7 separate regions of the Mus musculus genome follow, and all the other regions are linked to region 7. A link is a contact called in public HiChIP or PLAC-seq and promoter capture Hi-C data. All regions are on one chromosome and are shown on one strand. Each heading gives the region's core, a stretch centred on a gene start, on an enhancer-like site or on the middle of the called end of the contact. The rest is flanking DNA. Distances are from core to core; before and after follow the strand shown. Region 1 holds the start of Lyrm7 (LYR motif containing 7). Region 2 holds the start of Jade2 (jade family PHD finger 2). Region 3 holds the start of Cdkn2aipnl (CDKN2A interacting protein N-terminal like). Region 4 holds the start of Sar1b (secretion associated Ras related GTPase 1B). Region 5 holds the start of Cdkl3 (cyclin-dependent kinase-like 3). Region 6 holds the start of Ppp2ca (protein phosphatase 2 (formerly 2A), catalytic subunit, alpha isoform). Region 7 holds the start of Zcchc10 (zinc finger, CCHC domain containing 10).

What was found. Promoter capture Hi-C pulls out the DNA fragments that hold promoters and counts their contacts. HiChIP or PLAC-seq counts read pairs in DNA pulled down with a chosen protein or histone mark.
Region 1: a contact with region 7 is called in a promoter capture Hi-C map of liver, with 5 times the contacts expected there. The contact joins the promoter of Lyrm7 here to the promoter of Zcchc10 in region 7. A contact is called at or near these places in 8 of 39 promoter capture datasets (cranial neural crest, embryonic stem cells, hematopoietic stem and progenitor cells and 4 more), 1 of 115 datasets of contacts at active chromatin or transcription factors (pancreatic cancer cells) and 1 of 9 other capture datasets (adipose tissue).
Region 2: a contact with region 7 is called in a promoter capture Hi-C map of hippocampal neurons, with 8 times the contacts expected there. The contact joins the promoter of Jade2 here to the promoter of Zcchc10 in region 7. A contact is called at or near these places in 5 of 39 promoter capture datasets (the 3T3-L1 cell line, embryonic stem cells, hippocampal neurons and 1 more) and 2 of 115 datasets of contacts at active chromatin or transcription factors (large pre-B cells and pancreatic cancer cells).
Region 3: a contact with region 7 is called in a promoter capture Hi-C map of embryonic stem cells, with 4 times the contacts expected there. The contact joins the promoter of Cdkn2aipnl here to the promoter of Zcchc10 in region 7. A contact is called at or near these places in 8 of 39 promoter capture datasets (the 3T3-L1 cell line, 3T3-L1-derived adipocytes, the C10 cell line and 5 more).
Region 4: a promoter capture Hi-C map of hippocampal neurons shows a contact between it and region 7, with 5 times the contacts expected there. The contact joins the promoter of Sar1b here to the promoter of Zcchc10 in region 7. A contact is called at or near these places in 2 of 39 promoter capture datasets (hippocampal neurons and liver), 1 of 115 datasets of contacts at active chromatin or transcription factors (the 230-238 cell line) and 1 of 9 other capture datasets (liver).
Region 5: a promoter capture Hi-C map of liver shows a contact between it and region 7, with 7 times the contacts expected there. The contact joins the promoter of Cdkl3 here to the promoter of Zcchc10 in region 7. A contact is called at or near these places in 12 of 39 promoter capture datasets (the 3T3-L1 cell line, the C10 cell line, embryonic stem cells and 7 more), 1 of 484 Hi-C or Micro-C datasets (B cells) and 3 of 115 datasets of contacts at active chromatin or transcription factors (astrocytes, embryonic stem cells and pancreatic cancer cells).
Region 6: a contact with region 7 is called in an H3K27ac HiChIP or PLAC-seq map of embryonic stem cells, with 4 times the contacts expected there. The contact joins the promoter of Ppp2ca here to the promoter of Zcchc10 in region 7. A contact is called at or near these places in 1 of 39 promoter capture datasets (embryonic stem cells), 4 of 115 datasets of contacts at active chromatin or transcription factors (astrocytes, embryonic stem cells, pancreatic cancer cells and 1 more) and 1 of 9 other capture datasets (pancreatic islet).

Annotation. Positions count from the first base shown.
Region 1 is chr11:54,859,230-54,862,383 of GRCm38.p6, forward strand. It overlaps Lyrm7 (LYR motif containing 7), which reads right to left and starts at 1,368. Exons shown (of 5, transcript NM_029327.5): 1 at 1,323-1,368. The coding sequence starts at 1,340. It overlaps Gm31490 (a long non-coding RNA gene), which reads left to right and starts at 585. Exons shown (of 3, transcript XR_879859.2): 1 at 585-811; 2 at 2,687-2,801.
Region 2 is chr11:51,855,743-51,859,376 of GRCm38.p6, forward strand. It overlaps Jade2 (jade family PHD finger 2), which reads right to left and starts at 1,926. Exons shown (of 13, transcript NM_001357588.2): 1 at 1,569-1,926. The coding sequence starts at 1,696. It overlaps Gm30110 (a long non-coding RNA gene), which reads left to right. Exons shown (of 2, transcript XR_388628.2): 2 at 179-855.
Region 3 is chr11:51,965,938-51,969,492 of GRCm38.p6, forward strand. Cdkn2aipnl (CDKN2A interacting protein N-terminal like) reads left to right here and starts at 1,694. Exons shown (of 3, transcript NM_029976.3): 1 at 1,694-2,020. The coding sequence starts at 1,782.
Region 4 is chr11:51,762,045-51,765,240 of GRCm38.p6, forward strand. Sar1b (secretion associated Ras related GTPase 1B) reads left to right here and starts at 1,619. Exons shown (of 7, transcript NM_025535.2): 1 at 1,619-1,747.
Region 5 is chr11:52,002,399-52,005,912 of GRCm38.p6, forward strand. It overlaps Cdkl3 (cyclin-dependent kinase-like 3), which reads left to right and starts at 1,823. Exons shown (of 14, transcript NM_001166654.1): 1 at 1,823-2,112; 2 at 2,515-2,694. The coding sequence starts at 2,530. It also overlaps a transcript of Ube2b not described here.
Region 6 is chr11:52,096,724-52,100,110 of GRCm38.p6, forward strand. It overlaps Ppp2ca (protein phosphatase 2 (formerly 2A), catalytic subunit, alpha isoform), which reads left to right and starts at 2,101. Exons shown (of 7, transcript NM_019411.4): 1 at 2,101-2,427. The coding sequence starts at 2,326.
Region 7 is chr11:53,323,287-53,326,975 of GRCm38.p6, forward strand. Zcchc10 (zinc finger, CCHC domain containing 10) reads left to right here and starts at 1,403. Exons shown (of 4, transcript NM_026479.4): 1 at 1,403-1,455. The coding sequence starts at 1,415.

The DNA of each region.
Region 1 (3,154 bases), core at 118-2,617, 1.5 Mb after region 7:
ATCCCAAAGTTTAAGACCATAGGAAGTCTGCAGTGTGGAACACTAAAGGATAGTAATCGGAGTAATTTTATATAGTACTTCCTGGGGAGTGGGGGTGTCCATTAATATAAAAACAGCACCACTAGCTTAAGACCATTATCCTAATAAAAAGAAAATGGGGGCTGGAGAGATGGCTCTGAGGTTAAAGCACTGGCTGCTCTCACAAAGGAACCAGGCTCTTCCCATCAGCCATACTGCAGCTGACAACCTCCTGTAACTTCGGTTCCAAGGAATCTGACACCCTCTTCTGGCCTCTGTGAGTACCAGACATGCACATGGTGCACAGACATACATGCCTTGCAAATAAAATAGTTGAAAAAGTTATTTTAAAAGAAAATGTGATCTTCATTACCACAAATCTACTAGAACCGGCATTACATTGTAGCTAATCATATCTTTTTACTTATTATTTATGCACTGTTGGGCATGGAAGCCAATGCCTTGAAAATGCTAAGGGCTCCAACTTAAAAGTTAAATACAACCTCAGCCCTACTAAGAAACTTCTTTTCAAACGCAAAAAGTAGCTGGGCGTAGTGGCTCGGGAGTCAGATTCCCAGCACTTAGCATGAAGATTGCTGAGAATTGGCCGCCGGTGTGAGCTACAAGTCTGAGGCCAGCCCCTCCTAATTCTTAATCAAACTTCAGGTGTCTGCCTATAAGTCCCCGTGATTCTTAAATTTCGAGACAAGATCTATGTTGCCTGGGCTTGCCATCAACAAGTAGGCTCAGCAATGCTGCCTCTCGCCCACTAGAGATTTCTGTATTCCTCTAGGTAAGTTAAATCCTATTTATAGGTTCACAAAACATGCTGTTTATTAATTTGAAGCACTTCTTACGATTTTATTAGTTGTTTATAGTCTTCCTACTATGGAACTTCTTTATTAAGGCATAGGTGGTCGGTTTATGGTCATCAGTCTCCTCTATTCACTACCTTTCATGGATCAGCCATCCTCCTCATTCATTGTCTCGTGTGGCTGTCACCCTCCTCCGCTCCGCGCCCCTCGAGATCCACTCCCTCCTCACTCACTGTCCCCCCCTTCTCCACTGCAGCCCCTCCAGGTTGTCTCCCTCATCATTCACTCTTCCACATGGCTATCAACCTCCTCCATTCACGGTCCATAGGGTCGTCTCTCCTCACTGCCCTCAAAATTGTCACCCTCTACCACTCATTGCCCCTGAAGGTTGTCACCCTCTTACACTCTCAGCCCCCCTCGGGGTCGCCTCCCTCCCTTGCCGGGGTCTTGAGCCTCAGCATCCCTGCACCCTCCTCCCGGCCCTGTCACCTTGGCGGGCTGACCCATGGCTCCCCACGCCGCTGACTCCGCCTCTGAGGGCGCCCCCTCTTGGCAACCAATCAGGGCCGGGGCACAGCTGGCGACGCTCCGCATAGCAACCAATCAGAATGCAACATGTCCTTCCTAGCCCGCCTTCCCCGCAGGAGGAAGTTCAGGCGTTTGCTAAGCAGAGCTAAGTATAAAAACGCGAGAAGCCGCGGTGCCAAATTACGGACAGGAGGACGGAAGTAGCTGAGAAGCCATGTTTGTTAGGGGCAGACTTCACTCCGCCGCGCCTAGCGTGCCGCTCGCGCACACTGTTTGTTACTGGGTGGCCTCGGAACCTGCTCGTTTTTTATCTCTTGTTTAAGGGCGTGGGCGTCTCTTAAGTGTCTATATTATAAGGTTTCCGGGCTGTGACTGTCTCCTTGGGAACGTAAGCAAACAAAAGCTAAGTCCTAACAACCACAGCCCATACATATCAGAACGCTGACTCCAGAACGTTCTGTTTGTACATTCTCTTAATTATTCCCCCCAAAGGTGCGGTTGAGTTGCCTGCTCAAGTTCACACCCTTGATCCCAGAGCCTCCTCACCTTCTGCATTATTGCCCTACTTATCTTGCCCCGTTCTTTGGTTTTGCTGAGGTAGGAAATAATTTATTAGAAGCTTCATAGTAATAACCATAAAACATTTATATACATTTTAACTTAGTACTTGCAGGCATGGATAAAAATTTCCACCTTGCTCCTGTTCCGCAATCATTTGCGTTCAACATTCCTGTAACATTTTAGGCTACTTTTAGGTAAAACTGACTGTTTATTAAGAATCAAAGATTCTTAATCTTTGATTAAGCTGAGTGTGGTGGGATATACTTGAAAACCCAGTATTTGGAAGGTAAAGTCAGGAGCATCAAGAATTCAAGGACAGCCCTGGTCTAGACTATATGAGACTCTGTGTCAATCAAAAAACAAAAAGGAAAAAAAAATTCTGCTTTTGAGACAGGGTGTCACAGTAACCCTGTCTGGTGTGGAACTTGTTATATAGATCAGGCTGGCCTCAAACTTTGAGATCTGCTGCCTCTGGAGTGCTGGAATAAAAGTTGTCACCACCAAACCTGTACTCGTCCTCAGGAATGCTTTCTACCTTGTTCAAAACCTAGAATTGGCCCAGAACTCACTGGTTAGGCTAGACTGGCTGTCCTGGTCTCAGAGATCTTCCCATCTCTACCTCCCCAAGGCTGGGATTACAAATGTGAAATACCATGCCTAGGGAGTCTTATATAAGAACACAAAGATAATTGTCAACTTTTAAAAATTGTTATTGATGGCTGGAGAGCTGGCCCAAAGCCTAAGAACACTGCTGTTCTTTCCAGAGGACCTGAGATTATTTCCCAACACCCATATGGCAGCTAACAACTGCCTGAACTCCAGTCCCAGGGGATCTGACACCTTCTGGCCTCCAAGGACACGGTATACATACACATCCAGGTAAACACTCATACACTCATAAAAATAAAATCTCACTAAAAATTTCTTATTGAGGTTTTATTTATTTATTTATTTATTTATTTATTTATTTATTTCAGGACAAGGTTTCTCTGTGTAGCCCTGGCTGTCCTGGAGCTCACTCTGTAGACCAGGCTGGCCTCCAACTCAAAAATCTGCCTGCCTCTGCCTCCCCAGTGCTGGGATTAAAGGCGTGCGCCACCACTGCTCGGCTGCAGAAGTGCTTTTAATAGAACCAATGAAATCAAGTGTAGTGGCTATTGTCTTTCATCCAAAACAATAATCAATTAGATGATCTTATACTGTGGTGGCTTCTGTAGTACTATAGATCAATT
Region 2 (3,634 bases), core at 676-3,175, 1.5 Mb before region 7:
GGGGCGGGGGAGGGGTCTAGGGGACTCGGGGAAGGGCAACTGAGCCCGGGGTGGGGGCGGGGGTACTGAGCGGGGCAGAGGTGTGCAGAAGAGGGACCGGGCTGAGCTGGCTGGGCCTCTCTGGAAGGTAGAGGAAAGCCTCCAAGCCGGTTTTGCAGATGTCCTCACCCTCCGGCAGAAAAGCTACGAGTCTCCAAGCTGACCCAGGATCACCCCTTGCTCGGAGAAGGGGATGTCTCAGAGCCCAGGGATGGGCGGGAAGGGACCATGGGGAGCCACAAGTCTGCACCCAGGCGGGGAGTGGGCGAGCGAGAGCCGCTCCGCAGGCGCAGGCAAGTGGGTGGGAAGGAGGGAGGGAGAGGGAGGAAGGAGGTGAGCCGGGAAGATGCCACTGCCGGGGGCGGGGCGGGGCCGGGGATCCGGCAGAAGGACTGCAGCAATGTTTGGTGGGGGCGGGGGCTGCAATGTCACTCATTTTGGGGTCAGGTGCGTGTGTCCCAGGCAGGGCCCTCCACTTGTCTGCTGCTCTTAGGTACCACCCAGAGTTTTAGTAAGGGCGGAGGGAAGAGGGGGGAGCTGCAGAGTCGTCCCTGAAGCGGGACGCGAACCAGCAGAGTTGGGAGAAGGTAAACAAGGGCCACGCCCCCTGCCGTCGCCCCGCGAGCGCGCACCCGCCGCTCCGGCCGTCGCCGGTACATTTCCACTCTCGCGGTGCCTCTCCCCCACCGGACTCCCGCGCAGCACCGGAGAGCTGCTGTCCACTACCCCAGTATGCACCCTGGCTGCCTGGACTGCGCACCCAGCACTCACCTGGGAACGTTGTCCCCCGCCCCTTAAGAAGAAAAAAAAAAAAAACTAATTTGTGCAATGCCTCTGAACCCAAGAACCGAGCATGCTGCCCCCGCGTGCAGCTCCCTCGTGCACCCAGCCTGGAAAGGGGGCGCAGGGCGGAGGCGGTGGCCCCCGGAAGGTGTCTAGGACTGGACCGGCTGCACGTGAGCCCAGTGCGGGGTCATGTGCATCGGCTCAGCCCGGTTCGGCACCCGGACGTGCTGCGTATCAACAAAATGAAACTCGGGAGACAGAAGGGCAGATAGCTCCAGGTTTCCCGTGCCCCGGTGCCCGCCACTCAGCCTCCCCACCCCGCACCCCGGTAGCGCCGCAGCCCCTCGGGCCGGCCGGAGCCCGCGAGGCAAGTTGCAGCCCCAGCGCCCCCACCCGCCCGCGCCCCCTCGCCGGCCCAGGGGCGCTTTGCCGCAGTCATTAATAAAGAAGGTCGCCAGGCTCACCCTTCCAAAAGTTGTTGCATGCGCCCCTCTCAGCCTCCCCGCACTGTACTCTTTAAAACACGGCTGACCAACATGCGCAATCTCTCTCCCCAGTGCTGTGCGTCCCCCCCCCCCACCCCCCGCGCTGGCTTCCTAGAACAGGCAGCCAGCGAGAGAGGGAGCGAGCGAGCAAGAGAGAGGGAGCGAGGAGCACTGGCAGATCTGTTGAAAAAAAAAAAAAGCCCACAAAATAATGCCGTGGAGATGCGCAGGGCCCATCCGCTGGGGGCTGGCTCTTACCTTGCTCCGCGGTGCCCTCCCGAGGGGCGCTGCCCTCGGCTACGCGCGGCGGCGGGGGCCGGCGCGGGAAGGATGCTCCCGAAGCCAGGAGCTCCTGGGGCCGGCGCGGGAGGGCGGGGGGCGCGCATCCATCCGGGGTCGTGGCGAGGGAGGCGACCGGGCCGCGGCGCCCCCCAAGCCCCGCACCCCTGCTGGGAAGATGGTCAGCCCTCCAGCTCAGAGCTGGTGCCACTAGGAGTGGGCGCAAAGTAACTCCATGGACGCTACTCACCCCCCAAAAAAATAGCCTCCAACTGCGATGGCCGCGGTCGGCACCATTCACCAACCCCCTGTGTATGTTTCTGTTTCTTTTTAAACCAAGACTTCCTTGTGATCTCTTTAGAGGGGGAAAAAATGTGTTGGGGTGGGGGTGGGGTGGGGTGGGGGCGGGCAAGAAGAGAGGGAGGGGGAGTAGCCACTTTTTTCTAATTCACTCGGATCTCCGCTCCCGGCACCCCCCTGTCGTGTTCCCCCCCCCCTTCCCAGTTGTTTGGCTCCGGCGACAGTCCCAGGTAGCGTTGCGGCCCCCCCGGGGGGGTGCCCTACACGGTCACCCGCCCGCCTGCACGCGGGCCCGGACTCCTCGTGGACTCCGGGGCGCCCCCAACCCGCCCTGTCCCCAGGGCCGGGCCCGAGCGCCGGCTGAGCCCGTGCAAGTCCCATCAGGTCGGCTCACACTTCACACACTCACACACATACCCCGCCCCTCCACTCGCTCACTCACACTTTCTGCTCACACCCCGCCCCCTTCGCGCCCCAGACCCAGGCGGAGCCCCCCACAACCTTTAAAAAAAAAAAAAAGCAAGCTTATACTTAAAAAAATCTTTTGGCGCCATATTAATGACGTACTTAAAATTTGCCATTTCTCCCTGCGTCAAAAAGACGTTTCTTTGCAAATAACAGCTTGGAGGCGACACTCGCGGAGGAAACGAGGCTTGCACGGAGTACCCAGCTCGCCCGCCCCACCCCCAGGGACTCTGGTGCTGGAAGACCCTCGCCCTCCGCCCGGTTTCGGAATCACTGGTTTTAAAATCGAAATCGAATAAATCGCGTGGCGTTTTTTGCAGCGCCAGAAGTGAGCAGAAAGTGCTGGCAGGAGTGCAGGGGAGGGGCGCGCAAGGGGCTGGGGGAGGGGGCGCGGTCCTCCTCCCCCACCCACACCAAATGCAAACTAGCATCCTAGGCAGGGAAAGTTGAAATTGTGGGCGACCTCCGGAAGAGAGGGGCTGTCCTTAAGGGGAGGGGGTCCCTTCTTGGGCTTGTTGCCCCCTCCCCCTCGCGGGTGCCTCCTGGCGCCTGGTGCTGCCCTGCATTTCCGGAGGGGGGGTGAGGCGCACTGTGATGGGTGGGTGGCTAGCAGGGTGGCAACATGTCCTAGCCTCAGGAGGAGTTTGCCCCGGGGTACCCCCTTCCTTCTGCCTCGTGCATCTTATAGCCGCAAAGGGTTAAAAACCGAGGGGCAACTTCCCAGGGCTGGTACTTGGCAGAGAAGCGGGGCGCCCCTCTCCCCACCCTCTCGTTCTCGCCCCTCCTCCTCCGACTCCACTTCCCGACTTGACCTTGTGGTGCACAAACAGTGCTCTCCAATCCTCGCAGTTTCTGGAAGAAGAGCCTGCGCTCGCCAGGCGGGCGGGCTGTCGGGCGGCTAGCCGGCAGTGGCGGAGCCTTGGGTCGGTTCCCTGAGCTGCGGGCCACACCCACCCAACCCGCTGTGCCTGGGGAGCTCACCTTCTCTCTAGGAAGGAAAAGGGCAGGCCTCCTGGAGGGGTAGGCACGTGGGGGGCAACCTTTTGCCTCCTGGGAATGCTCCAGCTGGGGAGGTTGGCTAGCTTTGGACTGAGGTTTGGGGAAGCCTGGCCCTGCAACCCTAAGGCATCTCTCATCTCCAGCATCCCTAAGGCATCTCTTCTCACCCTTGCCAATGTATTCTACCCCTTCCAAGATAATCCAATGATTTCCCCCCCAACTCACCTTTGTTTTTGAAGGCAGGTGGATGAGTTTCAAATCCCTTTCCCTTTCCAAGACTG
Region 3 (3,555 bases), core at 444-2,943, 1.4 Mb before region 7:
AAAACAAAAGCACATGCACAAAAAGCCAGACTAGATGGAAAGATGTGTCGTTGCCATGTTTGTAAACTAGAAGATTCGCTAGTGATATGTTAATTCTCCAATGAATCTATGTAGTCAACATGATCCCGTATGAAATATCAACAGTCTGCTTCTCTAGAAGTCAACAAAGAGATGCTAAAATTTATATCAAAATCCAATAGCATGGTGGAACACACTTAAAATACCAGCTCTGGAGAGGCTCAGGCATAGGCTTATGGCCTATGTTATTAAAAAACAACAAAACAACAACAACAAAACAAACAAAGCAACTGTAGTTGTGGGTGGCTGTAAGCCACAATGAGGGTGCTGGGAACTGAACCCATATCCTCTGGAAGAGCAGCCAGTTATCTTAACTCCCGAGCCATCTCTCTAGCCCCCATGCTCTCATTTCTAGACCAACCACTGCAGTACACAACCAAGGAACCAAGGATGTAGCTCACTGAAGCCTCCGCAGTGTTTTTAAGAGTCAAGCATCTTTCTCTGGTGATAAGGATGGCAGCAAATTTCCAGGCTCAAATAATTCTCCTGCCTTGACATATGGAGTAGCTGGGACAAAAGGTGTCTGTCACTGTGCCTGGCACATCAAATGTCCTCAGAGTCTGATCAGCTGAAGCTAGAATCAGAATTACCAGGGACCTTGACTCTGGGTATCTGAGGTTTCACTTGGGAACCTGCCACTGCAGTATCAGTCAGGGTATGGCATCTGTATCCTGGGACTCAGCTCTGGTCGCTGTTATCCAGTTAACTTGCTGACTGCTGGGGGAAAGCTGTTTCTGTCTTTGGATTCTCATGTTTGGTTCAGATGTTCCAAGCCGTAGTGTCAGCACTGTGTCTTCCTGAGGTGAGAGCACCCAGCTTGGTGCTGGTCCTCACTGCTCTGGCATTTGCGGACTGGATTGTATTTCTGCCTGCTGGGATCCTAACACTGCCACAGAAGCCACAGAAGGGAGCAAGCAAGCAGTTGTAGGCCAGCTTGGCCGTGTATGACCCTGGGGGAGCGGGAGGGAAGGATCTGCAATAGTAAACAGTATATAATGAACTTCCTTGAAGCCCACTCACCACTTAAGACCTTCACTAGATCTGGAGGTCCTGAGTTCTAGGCTTTCTTCTGACTCAAGCTTACATTTTATATTTTTACATTTATTTACTTGCTTGGTGTGTGTGTGTGTGTGTACATCAAAGTACCACAACTTGCATGTAGAAGTCAGAGGACAGTTTTCAGGAGTTGGTTCTCTCCTTCCACCATGAGGGTCCCTCACAAAGTCCTTTAGAGTGGGGCATCCTGGGCACGAAACAAAATGCCTTGTATGTACTGATTGGATGATGAATACAGCAAGATAGGAGAACACAACCTCAGTGAAGATGTTGAGATAACAGTGGATCCATAAAAGAGAGGACCTCACTCCCAAGGGACAGCCACAGAACTTAGGGCAAACCTCAGGTGTGGCTGAGGATAGACAGATGCCCGGTGAACGACCCAGGGCAAAAAGGGCACTGCAGAGTCCCAATGGGCACCTAGCTGCCAGCTCTATGCTGGCGGGCCTCAAGCTCCCCAGCAGTTGCCACACACGCTGGGTTGCACTAGACCTCCGTGCCCCGCGAGGGCGCTCCAGATAAGTCCTCCAGAGCACTCGCCCTCAGCCGTGGTCGCTCTAGCCGTGCGGCGGCGGCGCGGGGCGTGTCGGGAAAGCGGCGGGCTGGTGCGATCCTTAGCGGCGGCAGCGGCTGCGGCAGCGGGAGCCATGGTGGGTGGCGAGGCCAGCGCCGCGGTGGAGAAGCTAGTTTCCGGCGTGCGGCAGGCCGCCGACTTCGCCGAGCAGTTTCGTTCCTACTCGGAGAGCGAGAAGCAATGGAAAGCGCGCATGGAGTTCATCCTGCGCCACCTGCCTGACTACCGAGACCCACCCGACGGCGGCGGCCGCCTGGACCAGCTGCTGTCCTTATCCATGGTCTGGGCCAACCACCTCTTCCTGGGTTGCAGGTGCGGACCCCCGACAGCTGGCTGACCTTGTCCCCATCAGTCGATCCTCAGCTTGGGCATATACACTGCTCCACGCTGAACCTGGCGCCAGCCTCCTACTGATCCCCTCTTAGCATTCCCTCGGGAAAAAAATCTCTCCTCTGAGCCTCGCTTTTCTCTTGTGAATGAGTGGTTGGGATGACTACAGCAGCTGAATGATAGGGCGTGCAGTGCAGGTGTGCTCCAAGGCGGCCGAATTGCAATGGTCATTGTTATTACTGTTTATTAGCCCAGAGGACTTCCTTTCCAGAGTGTGTTTGAAGTCTATTAGCTCCTGTCGCCCACGTGACAAAAGTGCAGACTCTTCCTCTAGATGAAGACACCTAGCAAGAGGATGTGATGTATCTCACCATTGGTGGGTTTCACGCTAAGGCAGGATGTAATCTTTTCTCCCCTTTCTCTTCTTGGCTTCCCTCTTAGGAAAGTAACCCATGCTATCTTGTTGCTGTCCTAACTCCCCGCCCTCCCCAGTCTTTGTGATCACACCTGGAAGGCAAGAGCCTGGCCTTGAGATATTCCACCTGGAAATGACACCAGGTTTTTATACTCCCTTGTGATTTTTAATTTTTTTTTAAAGATTTATTTATTTATTATATGTAAGTACACTGTAGCTGTCTTCAGACACTCCAGAAGAGGGAGTCAGATCTTGTTACGGATGGTTGTGAGCCACCATGTGGTTGCTGGGATTTGAACTCCGGACCTTCGGAAGAACAGTCGGGTGCTCTTACCCGCTGAGCCATCTCTCCAGCCCGTGATTTTTAATTTTTGAGGCAGTCTTCCCTTATAACTGAGACTGGCCTCCAGTTTACTGTGTAGCCCAGGCAATCCTAGAACTTGATCCACCTAGGCAACCACGTCCTGAGAGGCATGCATGGCCAGGCTCTTCCAGGCTTCTAGAGTTTCGTGAGGTTGTGTTAGAACAGGAGACCCTCACTCATACCTGATTTTGTAGTGGTCACAGGACCCCCTCCAGGCCAAACTGCTTGGTTTACTTTTTGGGTTTTGTGTTAGGGATGAAACCCAGGCCCTTACACATCCAAAATAAGCACTCAGTCACGAGCCTCATCACCAGTGCTGAAGCGGCTTGGTTTCAGATGTTGGGATGATTTGTCAGAACCGGATGTGGGGACGCTGAGCTAGACACACCCATCACACACACAGGCCCATCCTCCTTCCTGCGGTGCCCTTTAAAATCTGAGATTACAGAATCCAAACTCAGACACGTGACGGAGAACTGAACAAAAGGGATAAATGGTGTTATTTTCATGAGACCAACGTTCTGTGTGTTTTAAAAATAATCCAATTTTTAGGCCCTCAAATCTCATCCATGAATATGTACCACCAGGTATATGGTGCTCCTGTTTCTGTAATTTTAATTTAACTTTTTGTTTGCTTGTTTATACCTATTTTAAATTTTATACCTATGGGCATTTTGTCTACATGCCTGCACTGTAAGAGTGCCTCATGCCGTTGGAGGCCAGAAGACAGCTTTGGAT
Region 4 (3,196 bases), core at 369-2,868, 1.6 Mb before region 7:
GGGCTTCAGACTTGCTATGTATTCAAGTGAGGCCATCTTGGAACTCCTGACCTCCCCATGTCTGTCTCCCAGCTGGAATTACAGGGGTGCACCACCAGGTTTGCACTGGTTATTGTTTCTTCATAACACTGATTGATTCTGAATATTAGTCCCAAATGTGCAGATGCAGGAACTGAAAGCTGAAGTGACTAGTAACTCATGGGGACAGACCAAGTGTTGTGGCGGCTTCTTCTTCTTCTTCTTCTTCTTCTTCTTCTTCTTCTTCTTCTTCTTCTTCTTCTTCTTCTTCTTCTTCCTCCTCCTCCTCCTCCTCCTCCTCCTCCCCTTCTTCTTCTTCTTCTTCTTCTTCTTCTTCTTCTTCTTCTTCTTCTTCTTCTTCTTCTTCTTCTTCTTCTTCTTCTTCTTCTTCTTTTTATGACAGGGTTTCTCTGTATAGCCCTGGCTGTCCTGGAACTTACTCTGTAATCCAGGCTGGCCTCAAACTCAGAAATCCACCTGCCCTTGCCTCCCAAGTGCTGGGATTAAAGACATTTGCAACCACTGCCTGACTTAAGTGTTGTATTTTACAACTCTGCCCATGAAATAAAAACTGGTAATATGGTACGATTGAGATTCTTCAAAAAAATGATCTGAGTTTTTATTTTTCTGTTCTTCCATACTTTAAATAATAAACATGTCACCCTTTGTTCAGTGTGGTGTACTTGTGGAAGTCAGATGACAACTTTCCCAGGAGTTGATTCTGTTTATTCAGTTTGTGGGTTCCAGGGATTAAACTCCTAGTTGTCACTTGATGGCAGATGTAGAGTGGCTATGTAGAGAGACCCTTTCTCAAACAAGACAAACAGGACCCACTTTTGTGTGTGTGTTACAGGGGACTGAACTCAGAGTATTTTATAATCTAAGGCAGGCATTCTACCATTGAGCTCTATTTCCAGCCATCTCCCTATAAAAGGTGTATTTAGGTGGAAATTAAGAAAGACATTTTAATATAGGCTTGAGCACGAGGGTTAAGAGCAAGGGATGTTCAGAGGACAAATGAGACACGTCCAAGAGCAGGGTGTGGGCTTTCCAAAGAATTGCAGGAAGTAAAACATATCCTAGCATAAACTCAAGGGTCACTCAAAAGATGTAGTTTTAGGAAAGAGATGCCAAGTTGGACCTGGTGCTACAAGGTTGCAATCCCAGTTTCTCAGAAGCAAAGGCAGGAAGATGATACATTCACGACTTGCCTGAGCAACTTTGTGAGATCCTGTTTCAACATTAAAATAACTAAAGGGTGGCAAATGCGTTTTGGTGGTGGACTGCAACCCCCTATTACTGAGAGGGGGGAAAAGAAAGAAACAGCCTGGTGGTGGTGGTGACCCATACCTTTAAGAGGCAGGTGATCTCTTAAGTTTGAGGCAGCCCGGTCTACAAAGTGAGTTCAAGGACAGCCAGGACTACACAAAGAAACGAAAAACCAACCAACAAACAAACAAACAACCCCCCCCCCCCAAAAAAAAAATCTCACATGCCTCTTGGGGTTGGAGTGAAGTGGTCCGGAGCACAGGGATTGGTGGCGAGACCGCAAGGAGGCGGAACTGAGGGCGAGCGGGGCCTGGGACCTGCGGACTGTCACTAGCGAGGCACCCGCCGACCCGGAAGGAGCTGAGAAGAGCTGGGGCCCTGGCAGCCATAGCGCTTTGCACAGCCGGCTTGGAGCGTGTAGGACGGGCACGGAGCAGGGTTGCGTTCTCTGAAGTCGCAGGTGAGTGGCAGTGCCCTCGTCGGGCAAGAGAGCGGGCGACAGCTGTGGCCCTTCGGAAGGCCACTCTTTATGCTGCCCACTCACCCAGAGCTCTTGTCTCGGGTCCTTCGCGAACAGGGAGCCTGTTGTTTTGGGTTTTGTTTTTGTTTTGTTTTTTTCACGCAGGGTGAGGGACAACACCGATCCCTACCTGCGGAAACCGCTCTAGTGGCTCTAGGGGTAAAACAGTGGTTGCCACAGGGCAAGTATTTCAGGAAAGAGTGAGAGTACCGCACGCGAGACTCTTTTCCTTCCCCTGGCCCTCAGTTTCCCCATTTGGTAGGATGAGCGAATTAGGGGTCATAGACAGCTGGAGAGGCTAGGACGGCTCTGTGTTGTCCCAGTAAGTGTGGCGGTCACTGGGCCTCCTCATTCTCCGTACTTACCGTATAGCTCAAGCCGGGTTGAATGAAGGGGAAAGATACTAATGGGGGGAAAAGTCAAGATTTTACGATAAGATAAAATTTATTTTGAAAGGTTCAAGTGTAGTCTTGTTAACTGAAGGAAAAAAATTTATTAGGAGTTTAACGTATTGGGATGAAGTAAATTGAACTTACTGTCACGTATTTGAACATTCTTAAATCAAGCTCTGTGTGGGTGTCATCTTACCTTGAATGTCTGTGTCCTTTGTTTAAATATTGGTCAGAGTAGTTACAGTGAAAAAGAAGGTGCCACCTGTACAGCACCGCAGTCTGCTAAGGAAGACACCCCTGTCAATTATTTTACAGGTGACCAATAAGGGTGATTTTACAGTTTGCCAATGATGAGTGTCATCAGTCAAACAGGGCAATGCATGCCTACCATTGCACCTTTTGGTACATTTGGGTTTGTGACCACAATATTTTGACCTTTAAAAAATTTTTGTTTGAACATAGGCAGGCACTCTGACCCTACAATTCCACCTACTCAAGAGGGCAGGGGCATCATTTGAGCCAAGTCTGCCTTCGAAGATCTTATCTCAAGAAAACAAAATTGGTCTCAGAGTTAAGCTGCTCCCAGGCATTTCTGAGTTTACAGAAAAGGAAAGTGTCCTTGTTGTCAGGATGTTAGAGAAGCGATTCTGTAGTTGTGAAGTTTTGCAGTTTGAATACGGTGAACTCTAGATTTCCTCTGCCTTGTGCTATTGGAGTAGAAATGTAAGCAGGACTTGACACAAAGGAGCAGTCTATCAGATGTGGAAATCACTGCCACCTCATTCGAAACTTACAAACTAGAGTGCTATAGCAGTGATTCACCTCATCCCCACCCCTCTCTCACGGACAAAGTTGGCTGAAACTCACTGAAATTACTTTTTTTGCAAAACATGATAAAGTTTCTCCATTGTATGTACTTTTTACAAAAAATTTGGTTATTGTTTTATTAATGTTGGTAATGTTTTATTACATATGTATTATGAGTGTGTCTGAGTTA
Region 5 (3,514 bases), core at 573-3,072, 1.3 Mb before region 7:
TAGCAATTTATTACTTTAAAAAATGGACGGGATAGTTTTTAATATCCAAAATGAAATGTTTTGATAAATTGAATGCTTCCCAAAAATATAGAGAGCAGAATGTTAACAAAATTCACACAATTTCATGGCCAGGTGGCTTGCTGGAAACCTACAACCGCAGTCTTAGAACTATAATTTCACTTATTAAAACAGGGTAACTTGCTATGTAGACCAGGCTGGCCCCAATCTCACATAGTTCTGACTTCCTCTCTCCTGAGTGCTGGGGTTAGGAGTTAGTTTGTGATGACAGGGGCTCACTAATTCATGCTTTGCTCCTTGCAAATATTTAGTTCATAACAAATCTTAAGTAAACATATAGCAGGTCTCACAACATTCTTATTTATAGGAAAAAGAAAAATCCAAGCCAAGTGCCCAGCCCTCCTAACTCTCAAGCTCCAAAGCCAGGCTCTAGCAGTTAGTAGCAAAATTGCAAAAATGGAAATGCGTCTAAACTGTTTCTCTGTGTAGCCCTGGCCGTCCTGGAACTCGCCTGCCTCTGCCTCCCAAGTGCTGGGATTAAAGGCGTGAGCTACCACGCCCGGCTGTTTTTTGTTTGTTTGTTGTTTTTTAAGATTTTTTTTTTTTTTTTTTTTTTTTACAAATACACTGTAGCTGTCTTCAGACACACCAGAAGAGGGCATCAGATCCCATTACAGATGCTTGTGAGTAACCATGTGGTTGCTGGGAACTGAATTCAGGACCTCTGGAGTAGTAGTCAGTAATCCTAACCGCTGAGCCATCTCTCCAGCCCTAAACTGTTTTTTGTTTTTGTTTTTAAAAAAGCAAACTAGTTTCTTTTTTACACTACTCAGCACACTCGTTGTGCACATTCATTTGTGTGTATAGGTCACAAGACAACTTGGAGGAGTTGGTTCATTTTCCACCACGTAGGTCCAAGAAATTGAACTCTACACTTTGGGCTTCGTAGCCTTTTCCTACTGAGCCATCTCGATGACCTACTTTTGCTATTACAGTTAAATCAAGATCTGTAAAAATGGAGCCCTTTTAAAAGCTCTGCGGGCTATTTAAAAGTACATCCCTAGGCGTCCTTGTACTTACTCAGCCTGTGGCAGAGTCCGGTGAATTATTTTGTTTTCCTAAAAAGTTTTGCGTTTCACACGTCATGAGAAAACTTTAAAAGTACTGCTAGGGCTGGATATGATGGCACTCAGCACAGCACTCTAAGCAGGCAGATAATCTTGGGAGTTTGAGGCCAGCCTGGAAGTATACATTGTGAGTCCCAGGCTACCCGGAGCTATATAGTAGCCCTTGTCTCAAAACAAAAAGGGATCACTAGTAGGTAGAAAGCAGTAGTAATTGGGAAACTGAAAATGTGTACAGAAATGGTGTTAGAAATAAGTCAGAGGAGTAGTGAACGCTGAGTATGTGGCTTACTACCGAGCTAAGCCCTCTATCCAAAAACGATCTTGTCCCCGGTTTAAGGATTATGTCGACTTTGAGGTCGAAATCGGTTGCATGGAATAGTAACGAAGCACTGGCAAACTGTAGCCCCATAAGTGTTCCGTAGATCCAATTATCTCCGTCAACCTCCTAGAACCGGGCACAAGTAAGGGACCAGTAACCACCCAGGTGACAAAACGCTCTCTTGCCGGGCGAAAGCCTCCAGGCGTTCATTCTGCTATAAAATGCCCCGCTCTCCCTCATCCCCACCCCCCACCCCCACCCCCACCTGCAAGCACGCGGGCCTCCTACGTCCCTCCCCCTTCCCCTTGGGTCTATCTTCCGCTTCGTGTCACTTTCCCTTCCGGGTCAGGACCTCAGCAATTTCCAGTCTTGCGTACTGTGCTCGGAACGCGGCAGTGCCCCGCCCTCACCCCGTTGCCAGGGCGTCCGGCTGCCCCGAGCCGGCAAGGTCGGCCAGGAGAGGAGGTGTGGTGTCCCGGGCCGGCTGGGACTTGCACGCAGCCGGGCCGGCGGGACTACAGGATGGGCTGAGGCGGCGGTGGTTCTCAGGACGAGGTCGACAGCGCGGCGAGACGGGCCACTCGGGTTGGGGCTGCACAGACTGCGTGTTTGAGGAGAGGGCAGGACGTATGGGTGACTAGTGCTGAGGTGGGAGTCCCCACGCTTGGTGGACCGTGGCTCCTAACAAGGGACCCGCAGTGTTGTTAGCGGGACTTTTTAGTTTGGCTTCCATTGTTCCTGAAAGGGGACCTCAAATTGTAAATCCCGTATTCTAAAAGGATGCCTGAGTTAAACGCATATCAGACCTCTTTTATTTCTCAATCCCGGTCTACACAAAATGCTAGATTAATGAAGGACATCCTGCGTTCTGGTGAAAGTTGGAGCTTCTTAGACAATTTAAGAGTTCCCTCGAGCAGGCTCTGCTGTAGCCGGCACTCCTAGTTTTTGTTCTTATATCCGAAAGTAGGGGATTATCTCTAAGCATTATAGAGCTTGTATAATTGAAAGTGTGAACGTTTAACGTTTTCTTTCTTTATTTCTGTGAAGTAGAAGCCAGGCTTGAAAATGGAGATGTATGAAACCCTTGGAAAAGTGGGAGAGGGAAGTTATGGAACGGTCATGAAATGCAAACATAAGGACACTGGGCGAATAGTGGCCATTAAGATTTTCTATGAGAAACCAGAAAAATCTGTCAACAAAATTGCAACGAGAGAAATAAAGTTTCTAAAGGTTTGCTTCTTTTGCCTTTTATTATATATATTTTTTCTTGTTTTCCCATTGGGACCTATCTTGCTATGCAGCCCAGGCTGTCTTGAAATGCTTTATTTTTTTCCAGGGCTAAGATTTACAGGCCTACATTGAAACACCCATCTTCTTTTTCCTTGATTATTTAAGTCAAAAGAGAAATTGTTATGGGATAAAAATAAAATATATGAAAGAATGTTTCCATTAACAGATAAACTAAGACCTGTCATAGAGAAACCCTCATTGTCTACAATCTGTACTTTTTTATTGATATAAGATTGTGTGCTTGTGTATAACAATTATGCTAGTATTGTAAAATCATTCAAAACTATTCAAGTATAATACTTAGTAAGGATGTCTGCTTTGTACAAGGGATTGTGGAAAACGATGAGAGTAGGAAGAAGGAAAAAAAATTTTTTTTGCCAGGTATTGGGGTGCAAACCTTTAATTCCAGTACTGGAGAGTCAGAGACAGGTAGATCTCTGAGATTAAGGCCAGCTTGGTCTGCAGAGTGAGTTCTAGGACAGCCAAGGCTGTTAAACAAAGAAAACCTGTCTTGAAGAAAAAAAAAATGTTCCTTAGTGGCATAACTATGCAGGAGGGTATAGTAAAATAACCCTGAATAAGAGTGGTTCACGCTGAGCCAGAGAGATGGCTCTGTGGTTAAAAGCACTTCCTAGACTAGAGTCATTTCCTAGCACCCCACATCAGCAGGTTCACAACTGCCTGTAACTCCAGCTCCCAGGGATCCTGTACCTACTTCTGGTTTCCAGAGACACCTGCAGGCATGTGCATACAATCACAT
Region 6 (3,387 bases), core at 851-3,350, 1.2 Mb before region 7:
TAAGGGTAAAGACACTCTGATTAGCATAGTTCTGTATTGTTTATGATCGGGTATGCCTTACTCCACTGCCTGAATGCTAATGAGAGCTTCCTAGAAGTCATTCCTTAAGAAGTTAAGTTGCAGCATCTAATTATTTGGCAGGATGTTTAAGTACATGTAATTCTATCTTTCCTCCATTTTGTGAGGGTGGTGAGCCAAGTAACCTGCATCAGGAGAAAATAAATAACACATTAACGCTACCAGCAAGGAGTGCCTAGCTAGAGTACTTTAGAAGAACCTTCATTATATAACCTTGGCATATATAGTGGGCGTTTAGTACTTTTCAATCTGCCAGACTAGCATCATCATTGTCTTTGCAGGTGAAAAAAGGCAGTCAAAGGGATGAGTATTGGTCCTTTCTGTGGTTTAGTAGCTGTATGACTCTGGCTGAGACCTTGGCAGTATGAAGTTCTCAGTCTTGACCACTATCTTGAAGAAGCCCCTCCCCTTTTGTGTGTGCCCGCCTACTTCCTGCCCTTCAAGACAGGACCAGTTCTTGCTGAGTACAGGGCAATGGAGAAGAATAAGACAAGACAGCACAGTGAACATGGCTTTATAACTATGGGCACCAAACAGTCTTTATTTAGTCATCTCACGTAGCCTTAACTCTTACTCCTGTTTGTTTTGGGGGGCTATTCACTGCAAACCAGAGTCAGAATTTGAGCTGAAAGGACTGGCAGAACAAGTATGTATGGAGGCGTCTAGAAGAGTAGATCTCAGGTACTTTCTTCGGGAACTCTAGTGGGAGGTACCCACTAGAGAAAGCAGAATTGGTCAAGCCAGTTCCCCTGGCCAAGCAGGTTGTCCTTGATAAAGGAGGATTTTCATCCCTGCCATTTGTGGATGGGGCCACTGAGGTCCTCTTGTAGCTTGTGGGTCAGGGTGTCTTCTGATGCTCTGAGCTGTGTCTTCTCCGGTGTGTGACAGGCTTGACTGTTCCCCACAGTATAGCTAGGTCAGCTCTTGCCTTGACCTTCATGGATAACCATCCTTTGGCTTCTCTCCCAGACTCTGGAGGGGAGCAGTGTATGACTTCCATCCATTCCATTCATTTCCAGCCAGGAACATTCAAGCTCCACCAGGGCAGTAGCCCCTTTCTGTCTGCATGACCCCTTTGTCCCCTAAGCATGGGATCTGGTCAACAGTTGATGCTCTGTAGAGCCAAGTATCTCTGTGAATGCAGACAGTGCAATGTGAACACGTTTCACAAGCCTCAGAAGAGATTTATAACCAGGTCGAAGGCTGATCCTTAAGAATATCAGCTTCCTTTACAGAACACACGGTAGCTGCTTCTACCAGTACCAGAACACAGCCCTGGCTTGTTCCTCTAGAATGTAGGACAAGATTATTTCCAGTGGGCACAGGTCTCGGAGAAAAGTGCACACCAGAGGTGTTGAAGGCCACAGGAGAGGAAGCAAGGCTTAGGAAGAGGCCAGGATCGAAGGCCCACTTCGGCCCCGCCTTCGTGCAGGGACAGGTGTGTGCTGGGGGTGTAAGGTGCGCGGGCGACACATCCCAGCAGGTACACCTTCCTTCGCCCACGAATGACCTAATTATAGGAGCCTGCAACGGCCAGAGGTGGGGAAGGTCACTCCAGGCAACCTGCCACTAGGCTTGTCCCCAAAGGTGTGTGACTCCCTTGTGGTTCCCAGGGCTGCTGGACTAAGCGCCTTAGGGTTGCCTTTAGTCATCAGGCTGGCAGAGCCCAGACCACATCTGAGAGGTATCACCCAGAGGCCTTCCAGAAACACCAGGTCACAAGGAATAAAAACCTCGCCTACACGGACTGCTCATGCGCCGAGACCGCGCAGGCGCCCTGCGGAGCCTGGGACGCCAGGATTAACCAGCACTGCGCTTGCTCGGACTCGCTTCTTCCCTTCCCCCGCCGCCCTCCCAGCGGGAGGACCACGCCCCAAGAGCGAAGCCACTTCCTTCGGCAGCCAACTCCGCTGCGCTTGCGCCCCGGCTCCACGGTGCGCAGCTCTGGGTCCCGGCCCCACTCCGTCGCCCTCCCCGCGGCTCCCTGACGCTGGCGTGACGTCACCACGCCGGGCGGCCGCCATTACAGAAAGCCGAGTCCCGAGCTAGGGCGAGCGGAGGAGGAGGCACAGCGGCCGGCGGCCGAGCACTGCGGAGCGAGCCAGCGGGCCGGCGCCAGCGCCCAGCAGCCGCCTGGGGCCGCAGAAAGCACCCCGGGAGAGCGGCGGCGGCGTGTGCGTGTGGCCCGGGTGCGGGCGGCGGCGCGGGAGCAGCGCGGAGCGGCAGCCGGTTCGGGCGGGCGGCATCATGGACGAGAAGTTGTTCACCAAGGAGCTGGACCAGTGGATCGAGCAGCTGAACGAGTGCAAGCAGCTCTCCGAGTCCCAGGTCAAGAGCCTCTGCGAGAAGGTGAGCTGCTCTCGGCCGCGGGTGCGGCCTCTGCCCGGGCCCGCCTATCAGGAGGCCGCGGGGACGGTGCAACATGGCGGCACGGAGGCCAGACCCCCGAACCTAGCAGCCCGGCGCCCGGCGCTGCCTGCGGCGACTCGCGAGGGACCCGGCGCCCCCCGCCTCCCGCGCGCTGATTGGATGGCGCCGCCACCGCGGCCTAAAATGGCGCCGCGCGCCGGACTCCGGGCTTCGGAGCCTCCGGGCCGAACCCGGCCCGACCCTGGGAAGTGGGGCGGCCGGGACCCTCGGTGGCCCGGCGAGGGACTGGCTGGGCTTTGCGCCCGGGAACGGGTTCCGGACTCATGGAGTCAAAGCATTGCGCTTGCACTCGGGCTTGCTTCGTGGAGCGGGCGCTGCCCACAGGGTCCCCCACAGCAGGGCTTGTAGGCCAGACCCCAGCGCCTATGGAAAGGTCACCTCGCTTTCCTGTCGGTCTCCACGCCTCGGCTTCCCCGGAGCCCTGTTTAAAGTGTGTGTTTAACGATTATGAAGGGAGTCGCTAACCCAGTTCCTACGAAGGTCATAGTGGTAGTTTGAAGGGAGGAATATAAAGTTTTCTTAGTTGGACAAATGGAGGATTTGGTGAGTCATACTACAACGAAGAGCTTTGGGATTGGAAATACAGTGTCACATTAATTTATGATGTATATGCTGACTCAAATTGGGTAGTGTGAAACCCTTCTGTGTGTAACGTACTTGGCGTGGAGCCATTTATTTTTGAATGAGCAACATAAACGGGAAGAGAGTCAAATTTTTTATCCTCTCTGGTTGCAAAAGTTTCTTGGATTGTATTTTTGTGGCTACAATCAGCAGTAGAAATCCCCGTGTTGACCGATTTCTCTATTTCAGACATGGAACTGAGTCCACTCCTTGAAGTGATAACTCGGTATCTCAGGTTATCTCATTCCATTGGTTTTC
Region 7 (3,689 bases), core at 153-2,652:
ATAAAAAAAAATTTTTTCAAGACAGGGTTTCTCTGTGTCGCCTTGGCTGTCCTGGAACTCACTCTGGAGACCAGGCTGGCCTCATATTTGCTATATAGCCCAGGTTGGCCTTAACCTCCTTGTCCTCCTTTCTCTACATCCTGAATCCTGATTTTAGAAACTTGTGTCATAACTTGGGAATTAGACTAGCCTGAGCTAAGTTTCTGGCCAGCCTGAAAAATTAAAGATGTTATCTTTAACAATTAAAAAAAAAAAAAAAAAAAAAGAGGGGCCTGGAGAGATGGCTCAGAGGTTAAGAGCACTGACTACTCTTCCAGAGGTCCTGAGTTCAATCCCAAGCAAACACATGGTGTTTCTGTCTGGTCCTGTCTCCCTCTCCACTCCCCTTACCCCTCCTCCTCTCTTAAGACTCAACCAAACTGAGTAGAATTCAGAGATCTGCATGCCTGTGTCTCCTGAGTGCTGGGATTAAAGGAATGTGCCACCACACCTGGAACTAAATTTCTTTACCTGAAACTTTCTCTGTACCATGCTGGCCTGGAACTCATGTCTGTACTCCCATCACTTATGATTGATTCCTTTCCAGAGCAGCCATGTTGCTGGATTAAAATTCCTCTACACAGCCGGGCAGTGGTGGCGCATGCCTTTAATCCCAGCACTTGGGAGGCAGAGGCAGGCAGATTTACAAGTTCGAGGCCAGCCTGGTCTACAGAGTGAGTTCCGGGACAGCCAGGGCAACACAGAGAAACCCTGTCTCAAAAAAAGACCAAAAAATCCTCTACGCAGATCTTTGAAAGAAAAATCAAAAACAAAAAAAAAAAAACCAAAACAAAACAAAAAACCAACCAAACAACAACAAAATCAGAATGATCCAGTCATCATGACGACACCTGTAATTTCTTGGGGTTTTTGGTGTTTTGTTTTTTGAGACAGTTTGTGTGTGCAGCCTTGGTTTTCCTGAAACTCCCTGTGTAGATGAGGCTGGCCGTGAATCCCATCAAGTGTTGGAATTAAAGATGTGGGCCATTACTTCCTGGCCTTTTTGGTTTTGTTTGGTTTGGTTTTGAGCTAGGGCCATAAGTTTTCCCAGGTTGGCCTCAAAAACATAGCAATCCTCTTGCCTCAGCCTCCAAAATCCTGGATTACAGGATTTTTTTTTTTTAGGATTTTTTGAATACTACAAAATTCCACTGCATATGTATTACAGACCCCTGGTTTGAGATCACCCTTCAAGACCCTATTCATACTGAACACACAAGCCCACATTAGAAAAGACAAACCAGCTAGTGGCCACCATTAGCCTCTTCTGAATTGAGCCCGTCTGGCCCCGCCCAGGACCGCAGAGGTTTCTAAGGACCCGCCCACCGGTGCTAGTTTCCCAAAAACCCGTGCGGCAGACTCCAGCCGCTCCAAGATGGCGACTCCCATGCATCGGCTCATAGCTCGAAGGAAAGCGTAAGTGAGATGCTTGTGGGGTGTGCAGGAGGGCTGGGGGCGTGCAGACGCCTGTCCGCTAGCTAGTGAGCGGGCGCAGGCTGCTGAACTGAGCGGGATTTGAAGAGAGTTCGAAATGAATCCAAGAATTGGTCGTTGGGTGGTCTGTGTTCCTCTGTCCGGTCCACATGTCAAGGGTAGCCTGGATGCTTGATCCCACATCTTCCCTCTCAAGATCCCAAACTTTTCCCTCTTCAGCGTACCTGCCTCCTTCCTATCGCCCTTTCTAGAAACAAGCCTGTCTGCAATGCCTATTAATTCCCCATCGACCGTTTCACTTTCTGCAGCTCTCACTGTAAATAATTATTTTAGTACAATCACTCACAGACAGTTTCTCTGAAGAAAAATGTATTCAAGCTACGCAGCTTAACAGTTTTATTGTGGAACCTGTTGATACTCTAAACAAGTACAGCTAGTGGTTTAAATAGCTTTGTAGGAGCCGGATGGTGATGGTACATCCAAGCATTCAGGAGGCAGAGGTAAGCAGATTTCAGAATTCGGGGCCAGCCTGGTCTACAGAGTGAGTTCCAGGACAGCCAAGGCTACACAGAGAAACCCTGTCTCTCTAAAAACAAAACAAAGTTAAGCTTTAAAGGGGATAAGAGGCTGTGGTGAGGAAAGGCAAAAGGCCCAGTTCAAGTCAGTTCTAGAAATTCATCTGTGAGGGGTGACATTTGAAAACAGACTAAAAGCCATAGAAAGGACTGAGTCAGCAGAGGATTTGGGGAAAGATAGGAAATGGTATATTTGCTATGAGTCTGTTAGAATTTGGGGGTGGGTTGGGCAGATTTAGAGACAGGATTTGTCTGTGTAGCCCTGGCTGTCCTGGAACTCACTCTGTAGACCAGGCTGACCTCGAACTCAAGATATCTGACTGCCTTCAGTATGCTGGGATTAAAAGCTTGTGCCACCATGCCCAGTTTGAATCTCAGTAACTATCAGTCCTGGTGGCAGATGCCTTTAATCCAAGCACTGGAGAAGCAAAATCAGGTGGAGTAGCACTGAGTCAAAGCCAGCCTGATCTAAAGAGCAAACTGCAGGCCAGCCTCAGCTGTGTAGGGAGACCCTGTCTCCGAAAAGAAAAAAAACCAACCAACTCAATAACTACCCATTCAGTGGTGTAAGCGATGTAAGGGGCGGAGACCAGTTACTTGAACATGAATTTGAGTCCAGCCTGGGCAACATAATAAGACTTCATCTTAAAACCCTCCAGTAATGTCATACCCACTCTGCATGGCTGTGTGACATGCATGTCATGTTGTATTTCTCAGACCTATCAAAAGTCATAATACGAACCTGAAAGGAAACAGTTTATACATCTAATACCTGCATTGCTTCGCACTTTGCTTTTGACCTAAGCTGTGGTTTATGAGTTTAAAACCCGAGTGTTGGGCCTGACGTTGGTGGATTGTGCTTTTGATCTAAGCACTCAGGAGGCAGAAGCAAGTGGGTCTGTGAGTTCAAGGCTAGGCCAAGCTGGGTATGGTGGCTCACACTTTTAATCCTAGTATTGTGTGGCAAGTGTCTTTAACCCACTGAGCTGTCTCACCACCACCATTTTTTATTAGTAAGTTAAAAAGAATGATAGCCAGGCACAGTGGCACATGCCAGCACTTGGGAGGCAGAGGTAGATCTATGAGTTTGAGGCCAGTATGGTCTATAGATGGAGTTCCAGGGAAAAAAATCAAAAGCAGAATCAACCAACCAAATGAACAAGCTTTTTCATTTATGTGTGAATAGGAGTAGAGGTCAGAGGACAAGTCGTTGGGGGTCAGATCTTTGGGCTTACAGCAAACACCTTATCCACCCACCCTTTTCCCAGCCTTAAAAGTGTTTTAATGGGTTAGGGGGTCTGGCTCAGTAGTAGAGCATTTGTGAAGGAGGCTCTGAGTTTGATATCTAGCATTACAACAAATAAGGACCTTCATTATCCTTTGTCTTCTGAGCTAAAAATGTTGGTCCGAATACATGATTATTGGAATGGAAAAACTTAAAAAAATTTTTTTTAAAGATTTATTTCTTTATTATATGTAAGTACATTGTAGCTGTCTTCAGACACTCCAGAAGAGGGAGTCAGATCTCGTTACGGATGGTTGTGAGCCACCATGTGGTTGCTGGGATTTGAACTCTGGACCTTCGGAAGAGCAGTCAGGTGCTCTAACCCACTGAGCCATCTCACCAGCCCAAAATTTTTG